Linked DNA regions of Muntiacus reevesi: region 2 is linked to region 1. Evidence: chromatin contacts called from public Hi-C data. All regions are on one chromosome and are shown on one strand. The core of a region is the stretch at or near the end of the contact, and the rest is flanking DNA. Distances in the headings are between cores, read along the strand shown. Region 1 holds the start of ACYP2 (acylphosphatase 2). Region 2 holds the start of PSME4 (proteasome activator subunit 4).

Evidence for each region. Hi-C and Micro-C count contacts between places; a contact is called where the count stands out from the background.
Region 2: a Hi-C map of muscle shows a contact between it and region 1, with 3 times the contacts expected there. The contact joins the promoter of PSME4 here to the promoter of ACYP2 in region 1. A contact is called at or near these places in 2 of 3 Hi-C or Micro-C datasets (blood and muscle).

What each region holds. Positions count from the first base shown.
Region 1 is chr3:66,613,548-66,620,571 of mMunRee1.1, reverse strand. It overlaps ACYP2 (acylphosphatase 2), which reads left to right and starts at 4,571. Exons shown (of 4, transcript XM_065929295.1): 1 at 4,571-4,858. The coding sequence starts at 4,717.
Region 2 is chr3:66,753,825-66,760,848 of mMunRee1.1, reverse strand. PSME4 (proteasome activator subunit 4) reads right to left here and starts at 4,218. Exons shown (of 46, transcript XM_065929294.1): 1 at 3,964-4,218. The coding sequence starts at 4,205.

The DNA of each region.
Region 1 (7,024 bases), core at 3,322-5,821:
TAATAGAGTTTTGCCAAGAGAACATACTAGTCATAGGAAACCCCCTCTTCCTACAACACAGGAGAAAACTCTACACATGGACATCACCAGATGGTCAATACTGAAATCAGATTGATTATATTCTTTGCAGCCAAAGATGAAGAAGCTCTATACAGGCAGCAAAAACAAGATCGGGAGCTGACTGTGGCTCAGATCATGAACTCCTTATTGCCAAATTCAGACTGAAATTGAAGAAAGTAGGGAAAACCACTAGACCATTCAGATATGACCTAAATCAAATCCCTTATGATTATACAGTGGAAGTGAGAAATAGATTCAAGGGATTAGATCTGACAAATAGAGTGCCTGAAGAACTATGGATGGAGGTTCATGATATTGTACAGGAGACAGGGAGCAAGACCATCCCCAAGAAAAAGAAATGAAAAAATTCAAAATGGCTGTCTGAGGAGGCCTTACAAATAGCTGTGAAAAGAAGAGAAATGAAAGGCAAAGAAGAAAAGGAAAGACATATCTATCTGAATGCAGAGTTCCAAAGAATAGCGATGAGAGAGGAGAAAGCCTTTCTCAGTGGTCAATGCAAAGAAATAGAGGAAAACAATAGAATGAGAAAGACTAGAGAACTCTTCAGGAAAATTGGAGATACCAAGGGAACATTTCATGCAAGGATGGGTACAATAAGGGACAGAAATGGTAGGGACCTAACAGAAGCAGAAGATATTAAGAAGAGGTGGCAGGAATACACAGAACTATACAAAAAAATCTTCATGACCCAGATAATCACGATGGTGTGATTACTCACCTGGAGCCAGACATCCTAGAATGCGAGGTCAAACGGGCCTTAGGAAGCATCACTACGAACAAAGCTAGTAGAGGTGATGGAATTCCAATTGAGCTATTTCCAATCTTAAAAGATGATGCTGTGAAAGTGCTGCACTCAAATGCCAGCAAATTTGGAAAACTCAGCAGTGGCCACAGGACTGGAAAAGGTCAATTTTCATTCCAATCCCAAAGAAAGGCAATGCCAAAGAATGCTCAAACTACCACACAATTGCACTCATCTCACATGCTGGCAAAGTAATGTTCAAAATTCTCCAAGCCTGGCTTAAACAGTATGTGAACTGTGAACTTCCAGATGATCAAGCTGGATTTAGGAAAGGCAGAGGAATGAGAAATCAAATTGCCAACATCCGTTGGATCATTGAAAAAGCAAGAGAGTTCCAGAAAAACATCTACTTCTGCTTTATTGACTATGCCAAAGCCTTTGACTGTGGGATCACAACAAACTGTGGAAAATTCTTCAAGAGATGGGAATACCAGACTACCTGACCTGCCTCAATTCATGTCCACTGAGTCGATAATGCCATCCAGTCATCTCATCCTCTGTCATCTCCTTCTCCTCTCACCTTCAATCTTTCCCAGCATGAGGGTGTTTTCAAATGAGTCAGTTCTTCGCATCAGGTGGCCAAAGTATTGGAGTTTCAGCTTCAGCATCAGTCCTGCCAATGAATATTTAGGACTGCCAATGAATATTTAGCATCAATTCTTTGGTGCTAAGCTTTCTTCATAGTCCAATTCTCACATCCATACATGACGACTACTGGAAAATTACAAAAACATTTCAGGCTCCTCTGTCCTCCACTCTCTCCAGGAGTTTGCTCAAATTCATGTCCATTGAGTCAGTTAGTTTTATTTGGAATGCACTGTAGAGACGTTTGACATACATCACTGAAAAGAATGACATGAGACCTATGTTGATTCTAGGGTCTGCATGGATAAAGAAATTTTCATCGTCCCTGACATCAGTTATATCTCAATACCAAATTTCTGAGAAATCACTCTAGGAATCACTCTCAACTGACCATTCTGACAAATTATAGTCATTTACAGGTGACACCTTCTCAGTTCAGATGTCATTTGGACCCAGAGACTGTATTGTCTGTTCCTGTTTCACAGGTTCTGGGATCTGCTCATTTTTTACAGCTGTATCACACAAGCAAGAGTTTCCTTTTCTATGTTTTATGTTAAACGTGATCCTACATCACACACAAATTAAAGGGTTCAAGAAGGGAAGGCTATGATCAAGTTTTCAATTGAACTGGGAGTAACACAAAGCCTAGTTATTCCAAAGCTGTTGCTCAGGTTGCAAAATTAAAACTTTTTACCTAATTTAATCATGTATGTGAAGAGCTTGCTTACATTTGTTTGTATCAGAAGCCAAATAATCATATACTTACACAGTGTTGGCAATGATACGTTTCAGTTAGTACAGCCCTTTGAAAAATGATTTGGTAATGTGCATTAGGGATAATACATGCTTGCACCTTTTGAATTGGTATTTTAAATTTTACCCTAGATAATTTTTAAATATGGGGGGAAAAGTTGTGTGCAGGAATATTTCCTTCACAGTATTTTTTAGGTAGTGAAAAATTAAGAGGCAAAGTATGTAACAACAGGCACTTAGTAGATGGTTATGCCTACTTAATAGAATATCATGAAATTACTAAAATATTAAAGGAAGAATAAAAGTTGAATTTATACTATGATTTTAACTACTTAAAACACAAATATAAGAGAATATACAAAAATAATAAAAGTTGTGTTAGGGTTATGGATTTTTTTCCTCCTATTTTTAAAATTTTTTCTAATTATGCACAAATGTTTTATTGTTTAAAGTTAGCTTAAGCATTAGCAACATTTGCTTAAAATTTTTATTCTTAGAATCACACATCATTGGCAATCCATGCTGAAATGGTACATAATTTCTGTTTACTAATGTTCAGCTGTTGGCAGACAAAGTCAATTTTTTAGTTAAGCAAATGTCAGTTGTTCCCACTGCACTTCTAAAATTACAATACAGCTATGAAATAATTGGCAGGGAAGGGTACTTTGGGATAAACATGGAGAAAAGCCAAAGATTAAGAAAAGGGAAATGCCCACCTTTCCAGTCAGTGACAAAATCAGTAATAGGAATAGGACCCAGTTTGAGATCTTACTTCTTAGAATGCACAGTACTAGTGTGGAAGATAGCAAATAATTAGGATGAAATCAGTAAGTACTTGCATAGGCCACTGAACAGGCTAGGGGAAGATTTGGGAACTAGAGTAGGTATTCTAGATAAAGTAGATCCAAGAGCAAAGGTTTTTTGTTTTTTCAAAAGTCAGGGTGTGTTCAGACAGCAGAGTAATCCCAGTGTCCTTAAAATAGGCTACCTATAACCTGCAGGATTAAAGAATCAGCCCGCAAGGCAGTAAAGGTGGGTTCCATCCCTGAGTCAGGAAGATTGCCCTGGAGAAGGAAATGGCAACCCATTCCAGTATTCTTGCCTGGGAAATCCTATTGACTAAGGAGACTGGCGGGCTACAGTCCATGTGGTTGCAAAAGAGTCCGACATGACTTAGCGACTAAACAGCAATAAAACCTACAGGATGGGTAGAAGCAGGTAATAAGAGATTAGTGGATGCTGAAGTTGGTCAGTCGCTAAGTCGTCTCTGACTTTTTTGCGAACCCATGAACTGTAGAACACCAGGCTCCTCTGTCCTTCACTCTCTCCTGGGTTTGCTCAAATTCATGTCCACTGAATGGGATGGTTTTATTTGGAATGCACTGTAGAGACGTTGAAGATATGTTACTGAAAAGAATGACATGAGACCTACACTGATTCTAGGATCTGCATAGAATTAACTGAAAGGGAGATGAGAGGAAGAATAAGTTATGAGGACTCTGCAATAAACCATGATCTTCATTACATAAAATTAACTGGATTAGCACCCCCAGAATATATTTAAAATGGTTTAACCACGTTCTAACCAAGTTTTAGATCAATTGGGGGGTACTAACAGAATTAGCACATAATGTTGAATCAGATTGCAAAAGATTGTTTTAACTTTGTGGCCAGATTCAAAGTATTGAAACCAATAAATATGTTGAAAAGGCAAATTCTCAAAAGTAAAAGGATTTGTAATTCTAGAAGACAGCAGATTATCAATAGCTGCATCCACATTCTGTGTAGTGGTGGGTTGCTTTAAGACATAACAGTCTCACGAGGAAGTAAAATTTTCTAAAGTATATAACTGCTTTAACCTTCTAGGCAATTGGGGGTATTGCTGAACAAAGACCTTAAAAAAGCTATATCCGTTAACAGCAGACAAGATTTTTTTGTTTAACGCGTTTAAATTTTTAAGGTTTCTTGTCCTAGAATATATCAGAATCCATTTCGAATATGGATTCAGGCCCAAAGCCTTCCTGACTTAATAGAGAAGCAGATGCTGTCGCCACCGTAAGAACGGCTCAAAATCACTCCCTAGATGTGGCAGTTACCTAAACGTTTAATAAAAATTTACTAACCAAGTACTCTGAATTACTGGGCTAGCAGATCTTTCATTTCGGAAGCAATCATTTTAGGGTACCAAACTACCCACGTCTGGGCCGAACCTCCGGCTTTTGTTTACAGACACAGAGGACGGAGCGCCGCGGTCCATTAAGTCGCAGGGCCGCGGAGCGGGCATCCCTCCTGGGAAGCGAGTCCAGTTCCCCGAGGAGGGACGGGCGGGGAAAGGAGCCCTCCGGCCGCCGCGGGCCCAGCGGCCTCTGCCTTCCAGGCATCCCGAGCTGCCCTCGCTCCCAGTCCCCGCCGTCTCATTTGCCACCTCCCAACGCGTGACCCCGGCGCGTCGCGTCCCGGGCCGGTGTCAGACGCGGGGTGCGCCAAGCGGTCCCATGTGCCCCCTCCCTCTCGCGGCCGCCGGAGTCACCGCGCCCCGAACCCCGCTCCGGCTCCTCGGCAGAGGGCTCGCCGCCGCCATGTCTACCGCCCGGCCACTCAAATCCGTGGACTACGAAGTGTTCGGGAGAGTGCAGGGTAGGGGACCGCCCTACAGCGGGAGGTCAAAGAGGTGTTGGGGGAGGAAGAATAGAAAGCTGCGACAAGGACAGCCCATCCTTAGGAGCCCCTGCCCTGTTGAGGCTGGGACTTCCGCCCAGCCATGACACAGCAAGAGCGGGCGGGAAGGAGACCAAGGGCGCATGCGCAGGAGAGCTGGGGAGGGCGGGGAGGAGAGCGGAGACTCCTCAGGGAGAAAGGCTGGGAGACGGAGGAACAGCCGGGCGCGGGGAGTGGGCCACCTAAGCGGGTGCAAGGGACCGGATCAAGAAGGCAAACCGAAGTGGGGGAGGAAAACAGGAGGGTCCTTGAACTAGTGATCCCCGTTACTTCCCACTGAAACTACTGTGGTTGACTTGTTTCAGAATAGACTCCTAGATGGTGTTGGAGGCTTCATTTTGTAGGATGATAATACTTTTGCCCGTGTAGCTCCTAAAGGAATTATTAAGTTGTTATCTTCTTTTTGTTCCGTCATAAGTTTAAATCGTTGCAAAGGATGTAATGTCTGGCTTATAGTAACTACCATTATTTCTAAATTAAAATGTTAAAAATCACTGAAATTTATCCAGTGGAATATAAATATGGTGGTGATTTAATATTTGCCATCATTGGTTCAAAACAGAAAGTGTTCAGTTCAGTCACTGAGCGGTTTTGGACTTCTTGGGACTCCATGGCCTGCAGCTTGCCAGACTTCCCTGTCTATCACCAACTCCTGGAGCATGCTCAAACTCATGTCCATAGAGCTGATGATGCCATCCAACCATCTCATCCTCTGTCATATCCCTCTCCTCCTGCCTTCAGTCCTTCCCAGCGTCAGAGTCTTTTCAAATGAGTCAGTTCTTTCCATCAGGTGGCCAAAGTATTGGAGTTTCAGCTTCAGCATCAGTCCTTCCAATGAATATTCGGGACTGATTTCCTTTAGGATGGATTGGTTGAATCTCCTTGCAGGCCAAGGGACTCTCAAGAGTCTTCTCCAACACCACAGTTCAAAAGCATCTATTCTTCCAGGCTCAGCTTTCTTTATAGTCCAACTCTCACATCTGTACATGACTACTGGAAAACCATAGCTTTGACTAGACTAGCTTTGTTGACAAAGTAATGTCTCTGCTTTTTATTATGCTGTGTAGGTTGGTCATAGCTTTTCTTCCAAAGAGCAAGTGTCTTTTAATTTCATGACTGAGGTCACCATCTGCAGTGATTTTGGAGCCCCCCCAAAATAAAGTCTCTCACTGTTTCCATACATTTGCCATGAAGTAATGGGACAGGATGCCATGATCTTCATTTTCTGAATGTTGAGTTTAAAGTCAACTTTTTCACTCTCCTTTTTCACTTTCATCAAGAGGCTCTTTAATTCTTCTTCACTTTCTGCCATAAGGGTGGTGTCATCTGCATATCTGAGGTTATTGATATTTCTCCTGGCAATCTTGATTCCAGTTTGTGCTTCATCCAGTCCAGCATTTTGCATGATGTACTCTGCATATAAGTTAAATAAGCAGAGTGACAATATACAACCTTGATGTACTTCTTTCCCAATTTGGAACTAGTCTGTTGTCCCCAGTTCTAACTGTGCCCAGTTCTAACTGTTGCTTCTTGACCTGCATACAAATTTCTCAGGCGATGGTATTCCCATCTCTTTCAAGAATTTTCCACATTTTGTTGTGATCCACACAGTCAAAGGCTTTGGCATAGTCAATAAGGCAGAAGTAGATGTTTTTCTGGAACTTTCCTGCTTTTTTGATGATCCAATGGATGTTGGCAATTTGATCTCTGGTTCCTCTGCCTTTTCTAAATCCAACTTGAATATCTGGAAGTTTACGGTTTACATACTGTTGAAGTCTGGCTTGGAGAATTTTGAGCATTACTTTGCTTGCATGAGTACAATTGTGCGGTAGTTTGAACATTATTTGGCATTGCCTTTCCTTGTGATTGGAATGCAAACTGGCCTTTTCCAGGCCTGTGGCCACTGCTGAGTTTTCCAAATTTGCTGGCATATTGAGTGCAGCACTTTCACAGCATTGTCTTTGAGGATTTGGAATAGCTCAACTGGAATTCCATTACCTCCACTAACTTTGTTCATAGTGATGCTTCCTTCCTAAGGTCCGCTTGACTTTGCATTCCAGGATGTCTGGCTCTAGGTGAGTGGTC
Region 2 (7,024 bases), core at 2,969-5,468, 140 kb before region 1:
ATGAAAAATCAAATGTATGCATATGTAGGGACGGGGGTATATGAGAACTCTGCACTTTCTGCTCAGTTTTGCTCTGAACCTAAATCTGCTCTAAAGAAAAGTATGTTAATTTAAAACAAAACAAAAACATGAAAGATAACTCATCATACAACTTTAGCAGAAAAATTCATGTCTCCAAAATCAATTAATTCATTTATTTTGTTTTTCCCTATAAACAATCAACTTTCTCACTACAAAATTTAGGGTCCTGTTTTGGGTGTGGCCATTTAATAACAAACTTTTTTCTATCACTTTCTCTAACTGGTTCTCACTGATGAACGTGGCAGTTTGCCAAGATTTCAAGATTCTTTTACAAATAAAAAGTTATCTTTATTGTGTATTTCACAATTTCAATACTCAAATATTAGATATTCTGTTAAGTATATCATATTAATAGACAACTAAGATTTAGTGGTTAAATTTTTCTTCTTTCTTCTCCAACAGAGAGATGATATGAATTTGGGTGTTCCTGTGGTCATGAATTACTTTCCAGAAGAGGAGGTTAATATATCTGATAATGTATATCTTGACTAAACAAGTTCCCAGTGATTATATAATCTAATTAAATACATGATTCAGTTTAATCCAATTCCTATCTAGTAAGGCTACATAATATTCTTAATAATAATTAACCATGGGAACTACAGTTTAATTAGCAAATGAAATGATTCTCAGTGTAATACAATCATTTCATTATAAAACAGCAGAAAACTGTAACATTTTCACTGAAACAAAGCATCTAAATTTGTTCCATAATACTCCAAATTCACATATTCTGCTAAAATAAAAATTCTACTTAAAAAAAAGAAAAGAAACACAAAAGAAAGAAATGATCGAAATTTGTGTTTAATATTTTGCTTTTATGAAACAATCTGCTGCTGATTTTTAGGTTTGAAAAGCCATTTCTAGTCCACACTCCCACTCTCCAGAAGAGGACTCTAAAGCTAAGAGAGGTTAAGCAAGACCAAGGCGGCAACAGCAGCAAAGCCAGGTACAGATAAACCTCTTTTGCCTAGACTTCACTGCCTCTCAGGAAAAGTCCAGGAGGACAAGGGAGAAAAAGCAAACTTCAAGATTACCTTTCTTCAACTCCTTTCATTCTCCACATGGGCCAAACCAATTATTTACAGATATCTTTTGCTCAGTGTCCAGGATGTGTCTTGACAGCTGTGTTCCAAAGACCATTTGTTTGTACCTCTTTTCTCTAATTTGTTTCCTTGCTTCTTAAAATCTAGTCCCCTGATGTATTATGTCACACAATCTCTCCTCAACAAGCAATACTAATACTTTAAGCTGTCTGGACAAGAGACCTTGAATTATATCACGAGGACATTTTCTAAAATACACAGAAATAACTTTTCTTCATAGATAACTGCTAAACAGACCTGCAAGTCTTAAGAAGGATTGAAAGGGAATTACAGCCATCAAAATAAAACAGAAAGTAAAAAAAAAATTAGAGGGGAGAGTTTGAGCATCTCCTGACCGAGAACTCTACCCAGTCCTGCAACACCCAGACTGGGGATGTACTGGTCAGGGATCCAATCCCAGTGTCCCTGGACAGTATTTACATTCTGGGCTTCTTTGGGAATGCACTTGAGCTGGGCAACTATTTCCAGTACTTTACAAACTGCTCCAACAGTCCTTGTAGAAAGATACACACTGGCTTAATTTAGGCTTTACAGGACAAAAAAAAAAAAAAAATCATACCAGAGCAGGAATGTTTCTCAGGAATTATTTAGTCCATCTCCCTCACTTCTCTCTCACACATACTGACACACCTGATTAAAGTAATTTGCCCACAATCACAGAGCTAGTGGGAGAAATTAGATTTTATTTTCATTACTACTTTCCATTTTTCTACGAAGTACTACATATGGTCACTACTAAGGCAACTGCCAGCTATCATCACATGTTTTGGCCTCATGTAGATGTAAACTTGTGCAACACACGCAAGGCTTAAAAAACAAGCACAACTATAAGCAGGTCACCTTAACATGACTTAGGAGAAAAAAATACACCCAAGATTACAACATGTCCCACCAAGTTCAAAATGTCATAGCGCGATCCCAAGAATCAGCTTACAGAATTTAAACAATGTTCCAAAATAAAATTCTAATAGCACTTCTTCCTGGTTAATTAAGAGATAAATGGTTTGAGGTTTGCAGATTATTAAGCCATTTAATTGTAATCTTGCCCTAAACACCAAGGACTGTTCTCCACTGTATTTTTAGCCCTTTCCAGGTAAAGATACCTAATAAGCCCAAAACAATAAATATCCTGGTGTTAATTTGCCAAGCTCAGTAACAATAAAAATATCAGAAGAAAGTGCTTAACTATGCCTGTGTAGATTCTCAATATATCCAAACCTGATACAAATTCACACACTGATCTATTTATACATCCTGATTCTAAAAGGAGCTGTTTGTGTCTCACAAAATGGTTATTCTCCTTAATCTAAGTGATTAAAATGAGGAATTACTGGAACAAAATAACTTTATTTTTACAGTACCCAAGTAACAAAAATACCTAGGAAGCTTTTAAAAACTGTGACTTTTAATCATTTATAAAACATTCTTTTGCTGTGACTAAAAGTGGTTCTTCTCCATGCCACAAACTTCTTTACACTCTAATCAAGAGAAGAGTTGTTAACCTTGACATTTTATGGTCACTCTTTGAAAAGGGCAAACTAACTGTTTTAGTTTTACTCCTTAATTTACAAAGTAATTATTCCCACCACCACAGCCATTTAGGAATGAGAAATTTGTCAGAGGCTCCTTAATAATTGGCAGATAAGAATCATCCTGTGAGGAAATGTAGAGAAGACTATTGCATTACAAAACCCTGAGTCATCACCCAGTTCACTCAGCAGATTTGGGTAAACACTGGATAACTGACTTATGTCTTGTATGTTCACCCATCCATACCCACAAGCGTGAACATACAGTATTACCGGATTTTATGTACACTTAATCAAACAAGATACAGCAAAATTCTCTTTTAAAAAAGTTCTTCTGACACAGTGAAGATGCCCACCTAACAAATAAAGTCTCTAACCTTTCCCCCAATTGTATTTTACTTTGTTTACAGACAGGTTATGCGCCCCCCGCTAAAAAGTAACAAAGAATAGAACCGAAACTGATTTAAGTAATCTATATTCATCTGAACAGCTCATAAACTAACACAAGCCCGATACTAATCACGCCCAGGACAACCTGACAGCTCTCTCCTCTATTTTCCTTAGTATCGCACATTCACACAGGAGTAACACACACTTTTCCCGAGGTTCTCAGACTCGGCATTCTCAACATCAACGTCTGATACACAGCCCAAGAACGCGCTGAAGGCTGATTTTAAATCAATCTTTTCAAGTAAACCCGCAAAGCCTGAGAAGGCCCCCAAAAGCAGAACCTACAAGTTCCCTACGGCCTCCTTCCCATTCAGAAAGTTATCAGACACGAATTAAGAGACAGGAAGACGCAGGGAACCGTAGGGGGAGAAAGAACCGGAGGCAACACCAGGAAAAGTCAAAAGTTGTTCGCTCGAATCCTCTCTGCTCCCTCCCGTCACCGGCAAAGGTCCAAGAAGGACCCCAGGGGGACCGCTCATCTCTTTCCCTGGGGGGTCCAGTGCCCTTCCGGCTCCCTGGGGCCCCGAATATCCGAAGACAGCAACCCGAAACCTCGAGGAGAAGCACCTGCGAAGGACGTAGCGGGCTGGTGAGAACCGGGGAGATCCCGTGGGAAAGTGGCATGGAGGCTCGAGTCGCGACCCTGGGGCATACTGCACCGAAACGATCCGCCCGAACCGGGGCAGAGTCGGGGGCAGTCCAGCGGTCCGCTGCGGACAAAGAGCCTCCCCCAGACCGCGGACACCCTCACACCGAGTCTTTGCCTCCGGCCATCCTGCAAGCCCTGGCACACTTACGTGGAGAGTTTCCTGGTCCAGAAGAGGCCCCCAGGCCACAGCTCTTGGAGCTGCACCGCCCGGCCCAGGTTGCTTTTGATCTGGGCCAGCTGCAAGTCGGACTCGGCGTCCAGCCGCTCGGCATAGGGCAGCAGCTTGTTGTAGACGATCTCCTTCTGCGGGACGAAGCCTTGGCGGTCCGGACCCAGGGGCCCGCCCGGCTCCAGGGGATCCCTGACGCCCGCCCGTTCGGCCGGCTCCATGAGACCAGGAACAGCCCCCTAACCCCCTCCCACCCTATCCCTCCCCGGCCCCCACCCCTCTCCGGGCTCCGCCTCCTCCGCGTCGTCGTCGCCCTGCGGCCGCCGGCGGCCCCTCGCCCTCGGCCCGATCGCTGGGCCCCCTCCCCTGGCCGGCGCGCTGCTGTCCCCGCGCGGTCCCGGGTTCGTTGGCGGCTGCAGCGGCCGCTCCGCCCGCCCCGCACCGGCTCGGCTGGTGACGCTGCACCGCCCGGCCCGGAGTTTCCGGATGGGCCTCAGGTCACTTCCGGGGCGGAGCGGGGCGGGGCGGGGCGACGGAGAGGTGGGAGGAGGCGGTGGCGACACCTACGGCGGCGGCGGCGGCGGCGGGAACCCTGGGTGCCGCGCCTTCCTCGCCGTGGGCCGGGCTCGGAGCCCCCACCCCCAGGTCTCACCGGCTGAGCGCGAGGCTGTCCCACCGGAAACACGAGGCCAAGTTCCAAGCTATTGTCCTTCCTTGCGTGGGGTCGCGCGCCCTCCCTGCGGCTGCCTCGCGAGCTTGTAGTCGCCGTGGCCTCGGTCGAGGCAAAGCGACGACGTAGTTGGAAAAAACGGCGACGCCGTTTATGGAAAAACCTAGGTACTCCGTCCATCCCACTTGTTGCTTGTAGGTTTTTTACCCTGTCCCCTCTAAACTCTCGTCTTTCTGGCGTTCTTTTGGCCGCCCTCGTTTCAGAAAAAGGAATTCAATAAATATTCAAAAACATTAATTGACCTACTACTGTGTGTCAAACACTCCTTTTAGGCCCTTGAGATGCAAAGTTTCAGAACACCTGGTTTCTGCCTTCCAAGTACTTTACGGTAATGCGGAACTGTTGACTAAGGAGTAACCAATTACAAAACAGTACTGCCCTTAATTGCTAGATAAGTAAAGGATGTCTTGAGAATATCTGAAGAGGATTTCAGACAGAACGGGGTGTCAGGTAGTTTATAGAAATGATACCTCAAGTTGAGCTTAAGGATTGAGTGCAAAATTTGTTAGAAGAAAAAACAGCGTTCAAGAGGGAAGGGACATATACCTGTGGCTGATTCATGTTGATGTTTGGCAGAAACGAACACAATCATGCAAAGCAATTACCGTTTAATTAAATAAGCAATTTTTTTTTTTTTTAAGAGCTGAGGAAGCAGCTCAGACTGCAACCTTGCATTCTAGGAATTCAAAGTTCAGAATAAAGATTGCTTGCAGAGAGGGGAGTGAAGAATGAGACTTCGAAGGACATGCTAAGGAGTTTATAGAACTTTATCTTAAAGGCAACAAGAAGCTGAAAAATTTTAAGCATAAAAGTGGCATGGTATAATTTACATTTCTGAAGAATCACTCTGATTTTGTGTGGAGATGGATTAGAACAGACAGGGTTGGAAACTGGCAGATCCCTTAAGGAGATGTGACATAATGGTGGGCTGCATGTTGGTTGAAATGATTCAAGAGCTATTTCAGCAAGAATGGCTTGAGTTTGGTAGGTGATTAGATGTGAAGAGTGAAACTGGGAAAAAGTCAGGATGGTGTCAGATTTTTGGCTTGGGAAACAGATAAAAGCACAGCAGAAACAGCAATGGAGGCAGAATGCCTAAGGAATGGAAAAATATTTTCATGTATGGATCAGGAGGGTCATCTAAAAGGGGATATAGCATATAGGTGAATTGGAGGGCATGAGATATAGAGTACTGTTAAAAGATAAATGGAGGCACAGTAAAAATTTTAAGAGTTTACGTGAGCAAAAATTGATTGGAATTGGGCAACACCAGGGACGGAAGCCAGGGAATGACCTATAAATTGTAGAAGCAAAGGTAGGAAATTATATGATTGGCTACAACTGAAAGCCTAGTTAGCTATCTTTGATTGTTGTCTTTAGTGCTTAGATTTCATAATCTTGAGGCATTTACACACTTAGGCTTTGGTTTGCTTACATAGCCCACCAAGGCATTAGAGACACCTTGGTCTAATGGCCTCCTTGTTTAATTAGTTTAATAGAATGAATAGAATAGAGCCCTTGACCACAGTCTAAGGAACTCCATGTTTAGAGATGGATAGAGGAGAGAGACTACAAAGAATACTCACAAGAAACAGTCTAAGAGGTAGGTGTTGTAGGAAAGTGAGCTTTTTAAAAAACTGTTTCAGATAAAGGAATTTGTTAATAATAGCAAAGGTAGCTGGGAGGTAAAATGAAATGAGATCAGAGAATGGCTTATTGGAGTTATTGATAAAACAGATAAGAACAGTTTCAGTGGAGTCTAGGAATGGAAAACAGATAGCAGTGATAAAGGATGAATGGGAAGTAAATAGAGACAGCCAAGGTGGACAACATTTTTTGATAGTTTGGGTGGGAAGAACACGAGAAAGATAAGAAGGTAGCTGGAATGAAAAGAATTTTTGAAAGTGGACTGTTTTGAAATACTGACGAGAAGGCACCAGTGGAGAGAGAGATTGAAAATATGTGGGTGAAGATGCAGAGAGTGGGACAGAGCATGAAGTCACTGGCCTTTAGCAGTAAACCATCCTCTCCTTCTGTTAGAGGAGGAGAGCAGGGGGAAAACAGGTGCCAAAGCAGAGGGGTTTGCAAATTTGGTGCCTGGAGGTTGGGGGTCTTTCTGGTGGTTTCTCTTTATTTTTGGTGAAGCAAGAGAATGACAGTGATGGGAGGAAGTGGCGGATAGGAGGTTTGAGGAGATGGGAAGAGGGGTTTAGAGTCATCTTAGAATTCAGAAAATTGACTAAAGAAACAATTGCTTGGCAGTTAAGGCTGGAAGCATGAATTTACCATTACCTGACTGCACAACCTAGT